Regions from separate parts of the Arachis hypogaea genome. Here region 2 is linked to region 1. A link is a contact called in public Hi-C data. All regions are on one chromosome and are shown on one strand. The core of a region is the stretch at or near the end of the contact, and the rest is flanking DNA. Distances in the headings are between cores, read along the strand shown. Region 1 holds the start of LOC112737846 (indole-3-acetic acid-amido synthetase GH3.6). Region 2 holds the start of LOC112733205 (protein MAIN-LIKE 1-like).

The links. Hi-C and Micro-C count contacts between places; a contact is called where the count stands out from the background.
Region 2: a Hi-C map of an unstated tissue shows a contact between it and region 1, with 5 times the contacts expected there. The contact joins the promoter of LOC112733205 here to the promoter of LOC112737846 in region 1. A contact is called at or near these places in 3 of 8 Hi-C or Micro-C datasets (leaf and an unstated tissue).

The regions. Positions count from the first base shown.
Region 1 is chr13:28,237,844-28,241,628 of arahy.Tifrunner.gnm2.J5K5, forward strand. It overlaps LOC112737846 (indole-3-acetic acid-amido synthetase GH3.6), which reads right to left and starts at 1,929. Exons shown (of 3, transcript XM_025787976.3): 1 at 1,262-1,929; 2 at 265-1,178; 3 at 1-182. The coding sequence starts at 1,566.
Region 2 is chr13:28,394,376-28,398,277 of arahy.Tifrunner.gnm2.J5K5, forward strand. It overlaps LOC112733205 (protein MAIN-LIKE 1-like), which reads right to left and starts at 2,194. Exons shown (of 5, transcript XM_025782082.1): 1 at 2,156-2,194; 2 at 2,001-2,063; 3 at 1,396-1,919; 4 at 1,191-1,278; 5 at 973-1,098. The coding sequence starts at 2,194. The coding sequence ends at 973.

The DNA.
Region 1 (3,785 bases), core at 679-3,178:
GGCGTCGAACGGGACGAGGTGCGTGACGGCGTTCTTCATTGCGTTCTGGAGCTCCACTTCGTCTGTCTTGTCGGAATCTATGCTGAGGACTACGTTCTTTCTGCAGACGAAGTTGAATTGTGGGGCCTTGTTCTTGAATCCGGCCACCCTCAGCACATCCCCCACTCTGTAGCGGTATAGTCCTGGAAGAGGCAGAGATGATATTAATATATATATATATAGACAAATTCTTATTTAACTCTTACAGACAATAAAGAATCCCACCGGCGTATGTTGTGACAACTAGCTCGTATTCCTGGCCGAGCTTGACATCAACGAGTTCAACGAGGTCTTGCTGTTCCTTGTCGGGGAGAGAATCGGTGTGGTCGGAGTTGGTTCTGTTGACGGGAAGGAACTCGTAGTAGCACATGGTGGGAATAAGAGTGTAGGAAACCTCACTAGGCTTGCAAAGAGGGGTAAGGTTAACACCAAAGTAGCACTCGCTAGAGGCATACATGGTGCACACGAGTGGTAAACCATTGCTATAGTAATCCAATGTGGGAATGTACTGTGACATTGTCCCAGTCACAATAACATCCACATACTTTGTGTTGGGCCACAGCCTAGTGATGATTCCCTGCCAAGATTTCTTCCCGCACTCCGCCTCGATGAAATCCGCCAACTTCGGGTCGGGTTTCAGGATCTTCATAACCGCCTCGCGGACCGAAACGTCCGTGATCTCGCCGTTCACGCTTCCTGTTCTTATGTCATTGCAAAGAAGGGTCCAATGCTTCTCCAGGAAGCGAATCGCCCGGATGAAGCCGGAGGCGAAAACCGCTCCCACTCGGAGCACCTCTTTGTTCTGGCAAAGGCCACAGAGCAATTGAGAATACATACTCTGGTAAGAGTCTGGACAGAGTACGGTCTCGTTTGGGCTGGTGTAGTTTGTGTACGGGTCATAAGGTCTGTCCCTGAAGTATGAGCTCTTGTAGTAGCTGGTTAAAACGGGACGAGCCACGATCCCTGAGGGTGTTTTGGCCTCGGCTTTTATGAACATTAAGTACATTCCTTTGCCGTTTTCTAAGCCAGGAACAAACTGGCTCATAACCGGCATCAGTAAGCTATACAGCAAGCTCCTCCTTCCCAGTTCTTCTTCAATTGTAGGCATCAGCTTCCTCTCACCACCCGATGTTCCAGAACTACATAACAAAACATGATAATATTATGTCACTATTTATAACTTACATTATTCAATTTAGTTTTTTAATGTAACAGAAGATACCTTGTGAGGAACTCTGAAATGGGCTTAGAGCAAAGAATTGGGGAGGTATCGCCATTGGCGATACGATTGATATCGGGCTGGAGGTCCTCGTAGGAAATGACAGGGAGTAGTTTTTTGAAGGTGTCGCGGTCAGTTTGGCCGTTGAGGCCGTGTCGTCGGAGGTACTCCACGTTTGCATTGCGGGAGAGGATTTCGGAGAGGACCTTCTGTTGGACTTGGTCGGCGTTGGAAGTCACATCCTCGATGAACTCGAGGATCTTCCTGTTCTGTTCTACGAGGTTGTAGTCTTTGGGAGCCTCAGGCATGGTGGTGTATGTGAATTAAGAAAGACAGATTTTGTGTGTGTGAAATGTAAAGGGGAAGAAAGAGTGTGTGTATGATGATTCCGTTAGAGGAGGGGGAGGAGGGAGGGGGGGAGATGGGTGTGTTGGGCGTGGGGTGAAAAGGATCACAAAGTGGTATATATAGAGGCACATGTCAAGCTGGGTTTGCTTCTGGGTTTGGACTAGGAGTAATTCAAAACCACACCTGAGGGTACAATTGGGAATTCTTACCCGTTCTTGAACCATTTTTTATTTTCTTCTTTTTTTTTTTCTTGGTCTTCTTTTTTTTATTTATCCCTTTTTTCACCTATATGTATAGCGGGTATAGAGATTACTATATTTTTTCACATTAGTAAGTGCCGGGTGTGAACTTTTTGGTTACTGTATTGACTTACTAGTAAATTAACTGCATAATGTGTATATAAAAAATGAGTTATTAAATCTCAGTTATTTGTATATAATTTATATTTAAATATAAATATATATTAAAAATATAATTTAATTAATTTGGATTGGTCGAGTAGTCAACTCACTCATCCGTTTAAATAAGTATCGGAGATTCGAATTCTGTCTTGTACATGCAGCAATAATTCATTAGTTAACGACAAATTTTTAAATAAAATTCAGATCCGCGATAAATTAATTCTTAGTCTGTCGGACTCAAGATATTGATTTTGTTAGTTGACACCAAAATTATAGATTTCAAAATCATTATTGATTAATTCCTCACACCCATGATTAAATAAAATATGAATTTGACTTACTTTAAATCTAAATCTTATCTAAACATATATACTATACATAAATCAATATAGTATTCAATATTAGACATGTACACGTAACACATTATTTAAATATTTATATGTCATGTCTAAAGCATAAGCATACATACAACTTCCATGCATTTATGGTCATCTTAAGCCCTCTCGGCCACATTGACTAGAGAACTTCGTTTTTCCATTGTTAGGTGAAAAATAGTTTTAAAAAATTGGAATTAGTAGAATTCATCAGAAGAATAACACAATTTCAGTTGGAAATGACTTGGCATATTAATTCAAGATGAGTGAATACCATCACCGCTTTTTGAATATATATAGATAGAATGGAATCCAAGTAGTAATAACAGAAAAAAAAAAAAAAAAAGGAAGAGGCATGCATTTTGGAGTCACTTTTGAAATGCATAGTGGTTGTTATCAAAGTGGTTAAGTAGTTGTAGACTACTAGTACTAGTCCATATCTTAAAAGGCGGCAAAAAGATCATAAAAATACGGAATAAAGACAAACTTATATATCCAATTGTCATATATTGGATTGGATTGTCCAATCCAAATTTTTGGTTTTACGAAATTCTCATAAGTTAACTCATCAAAATATCCAAAAAGAAAAAGAAAAAAAAAGAAAAAGAAAGGGAAATAATGCTTTTATAATTAGATCAGACTTATATAAAGTTAAAATTAATTATATGATTTTAATGTTGTTATTTCATTCAATTTAAATGTATATAATAAATGCGTTAAGGAAAGTTAGTTGATAAATATAAAACTTTATATATCAGATGTGTAATATAATATATATTTTTCTTTATATCGACCAGTCTTTGGTATCCATTTTTGTTGGTTACTTTGAAAAATTGTGTTTTATATTATATGTTGCAACTTATTAGTATTAAAGAATGGCTCAGATGACTCTTTTCGATATGAGCTTGACTGTCTTAGAAAAGGGTTCATGTAATTTCCACCAAAATATATATAGGATAAGAAAAAATAAATTAACTAATAAAATATGAAAACATGTTTCAAAATGTCAGGGTTCAAGATTAAGAAGCTGCAGATTTTGGTAAATTATGTGTAGTTTAGTTAAAAATTGAAATTCTGTTACAAAATTCAGTTACATAATATGTCTCTATGTATCTATAAATAGCAATGTCTTGTACATAAAAAAGTTAGTTTTAACATATAATAGTTAATTATGATTTTCTTTCAATTCATTTTTTTTCTATTTTTTTTTTTCTGCACTCTACAATTTCATTTTTTCCATCATCAACATTACTACTTCGTATCAGAAACCTTTTCATGGTATCCAGAGCCTAATAGTTGACATCATGACTATGATCCTTTCTAACGCTTCCAACTCCAAATATTATTTACCAGTTATCTCTGATAAGCTAAATGGCAATAACTTTCTAACGTGGAAACAAACTA
Region 2 (3,902 bases), core at 944-3,443, 160 kb after region 1:
TCCATGATTATAAAGAGTCAATGATAAATCCGGTAAACACTAGTTTTCATAGTACAATACGATGAACAAACAACAAAGGAAAACAGCTCTAAAATAACAACAAAAGTACACATGGCTATCATACATGAATGAACCCTAAAGAACAAAATACATGAAACGTGACTCATCTAAACAGATGCAAGCCCGTACCACAACGACGGGGTACCCGTGCCCGCTGACCTCTGCGGATAAATGGCTCCTCATCCTCTATCTCATCTGCGTCCTCATGCGGGGCAGGCTGTGCAGGTGGCGTAACATGGATGGCTGCCGCAGACGGCCCGGCAACGGACTCTGATGCAGCAGTGTAGGCTGATGGTGGTGTACCTCCCAATACAAAATGGTCTCCAACAGATGCCGTAGGAGGCTCGTTCAGATCAACATCTAAGGGTGCCTGCGTCCCGGAGGTCTGACCTCGTCTCCGGGAATGCACGTCCTCCTGCATGATGGCGGTAATCTCCTCTAGAAACTACTGACCTCCGAAGTCCGCATCTAGCGTATCTGAGGCAAGGAAGTCTGACCACTGTGATCCCGGAATAACCCATGGGGTACCCTCCTGCTGAGGCTGGTCATGGGTGGGTACACCAACAAAGTAATCTCCAAGAGGCCCCGACCCGAGTCCAGCGTCCCCAGGGTCAGCCCCGTCACCCATACCTGACCCATACCACTTACCTCCATGTCCAGAGACAAGAACCTCTTTCCATGCTGAAGCCACCACTCGAGGAACTCATGCGATGGTCCAGGGTCGGCAACAACATCGAACCTCAGCACGGTCTCCGCACGGGACTCCCAATAGAGATGCCACTTCTGCAAATGGTACGGGAACCATCTATCACCACCTCTGCCATCCTTTGACATCAGAAAGTCGATGTTCAGGGCGGGACCCGGACGGGGCTGCACCCCTCCGAACTGCGGAAGCACCCTATCTATCTGATGCTACTCTATGACGGCAAAGTAGATCAGCGACGTCATAGACCGCCACAACGCCATATGCCGAGGCTCCAGTGCCTCTGGATGCACAACCTGAAGTACGTCGGGGCTGCTGTACGGCATCCAGATAAACTGCACGGAGAACCCTCCATTGTCAGGACAAGTCATAGACACAACTCATAAAGTGTGGTTAAATAATGAAACTGTTTAAGTTGCATACTCACCTCCCTGTCCTGTAACCGGTCTATCCTCAACCTCCACATCTGCATTCTCGGACCCTTCTCGCTACCGGAAGGGTTGTAACCTGACCACCTGCATCATACATGTGTCTTATGGCAACCTAAATGTGTGTTTTCGGTATGTAATACATTATTAATCAACATGGAGTTATGCAAATTAAATTGAAATAGAGAAGGCTGAGTATAGTACCTCGAGGCCAACGGCCAGCTGAATGTCTCATACCCTGCAGGCCTAAACAGAGAAAATCGCCAGAAGATCCAAGACTGAAGTAGCTGAAGTGGGCCCGCTAACTTAACCACATGTCTGTTCGCCACTCGGCACATGCACCGGTACAACCATGCCAGTGCCGCAGAACCCCAGCTATAGGTACCCATCTCCTCCAGCCTAGCAACGTAGGGAAGCCATCTGATGTGAACGCGGTTGCCCGACTTGTCCGCAAACAGCTGCGTACCCAACAACATCATGATGTACGCACGGGCATATCTCCGCACAGTCTCGTCATCGGCTCCCTCGGGGCACTCACCAAAGGTCTCCTGGAACCAGCTACAGTTCACTGCGTACTTCTGAACCTGACTGGGAGGAGGAGTCACTCCAAGCAACTCCTGAAACCACACCCAGGCTGGACGGCCACCCTGGATGTATATCTGGAACTCTGACAGGCAACCACTCACGTAATGCCCGTCCACCGGCAAACCCAACTGGTATGCAATATCCTGAAGTGTGATCGTGCACTCTCCGAACGGCATATGAAACGTGTGCGTCTCCAGACGCCAGCGCTCCACGAATGCACTGACTAGGGCCTCGTCTAACCGGAACCATCTGTCGTTCAGCCTTACAAGATGGTATAGTCCGGCCATCTGCAAGTACAGAACGTATCTGTCATCCAGTCGCATGCCCTGCTGCCGCCGCATGCTCCTGATGCATCGCTGAGGCTGCGCATCACAAGCACCGCTTTGTTAGAACCAGCTTCGTAATCAATGACAAACATAACCAACACGATAAATCATCAACAAAACATCATACTAAATCAATCCACATAAATATCCATGAATGACTACCACATGCAAAACAACTACCATATACCACCCCCCCTAAACCACTAAAATAAAACATCTTAACTAGAACCACTAACGTAAAACAGCTTCACTAAAACCATTAACAAGAAAATAGCTAACATTAAACCACTAACAAAAACCACTAAAATAAAACAACTAACACAAACCACTAACATAAAACAACTAACACAAACCACTAAAATAAAACAACTAACACAAACCACTAACATAAAACAACTAACATAAACCGCCAACATAAAAAAACCAACATAAACCACTAAAACCAAATGCAAAACCACTTAGTCACATAAACCGCTAGCACGAACTTATTTCTGTACTAACCTCGTCGTTGATGACCCCAGCTATATGAGCAACTCCGTCCAAGCGATATAACCTTGCCGGATCGTCCCCCATCAGCAGAGTATTCCGTTCAGGTCTTCGTCGGAGAGAATCTGGGTCGTTTTCTCTGGGATTTGGTGGGGCAGGGGAAATGAATAATGGTTCGAATGAGGCTGATTCGAACTCCTTATATAGCCGAATCACGAGTAATTCGAACCAGGTCGGTTCGAATTACTAAGGAGCCACTTCAAGGGTAATTCGAATCAGATTGGTTCGAATTACATGGGTTGCTTTCGAGTGTGTAATTCGAACTAGCCCTGTTCGAATTACATGGGATTAGAGTTCAAACCTACATGGTTCGAATTACATGCAACCTTTTTTCAGCCTAATTCGAACCACTCTGGTTCGAATTATTAACGATTGTAGTTCGAACCATGCTGGTTCGAATTACATTAAGATAGTGTTTGGCTCATTGCTAAAACGATTTTGACTTTGGCTTATTTACGTAACTTAAATCTTGCCTTGGCTTATTAGGGTGTTTTGCCCTAAAACAAATATATATCCCGCCTCTATAAAAAGATATATATACTTTCGTTGTGTGTATATATAAGAAAAAAATGTGATGGTTGATCATTGGTCGTTAGATCCATTAGTTGCTTAATTAGGATTATAAATAAGAGCATTAGCCATTATAATCATCATTAGAGTTAGTGAATATTACTCGATCATATAGTTTGATTTTTCGCACTAAAAAGTTAATTAAGAGAAATTATATACATGGATGATAATATAGAACAGCGGAGACGAGATATGATCTCTCATACCCGCCCCACGTCCTAAAACTTTTTTCCATCTCGATCTCTATTTTCCGTGACAATGAAATATTCTTCCGGATCTCGATTTTTTGTTAAAAAATACAATTAGGGATGGAAACGGAGCAGGGAATAAAAATAGGATTGGTAATGGATAGAGTATAATAGAATTTTGACTTTACTTTAATTCTATTTACGAGTTAAAAATTTTATTAAAACTTTATCATATTCTATTTGTGGGTTGAGAATCTCTCAATCTTAATCCTACCCACGTCTTAAAGTTTTAAATTCTATCCTACTCTATCCTACCCGTAGAAATATCAATTTTTTTCTAAGCAAATATAAAATTTAATCATTCTAAATTTCATACATATTAATAAAATAAAAAATAAAAAATTAATGCTCTAAATTACTAAATTAACTAACTAGTTTAGTGATTGTCCATTTATTGCAAGTCATTACATAAGAGAGGTTTGGGATTTAACTTTTA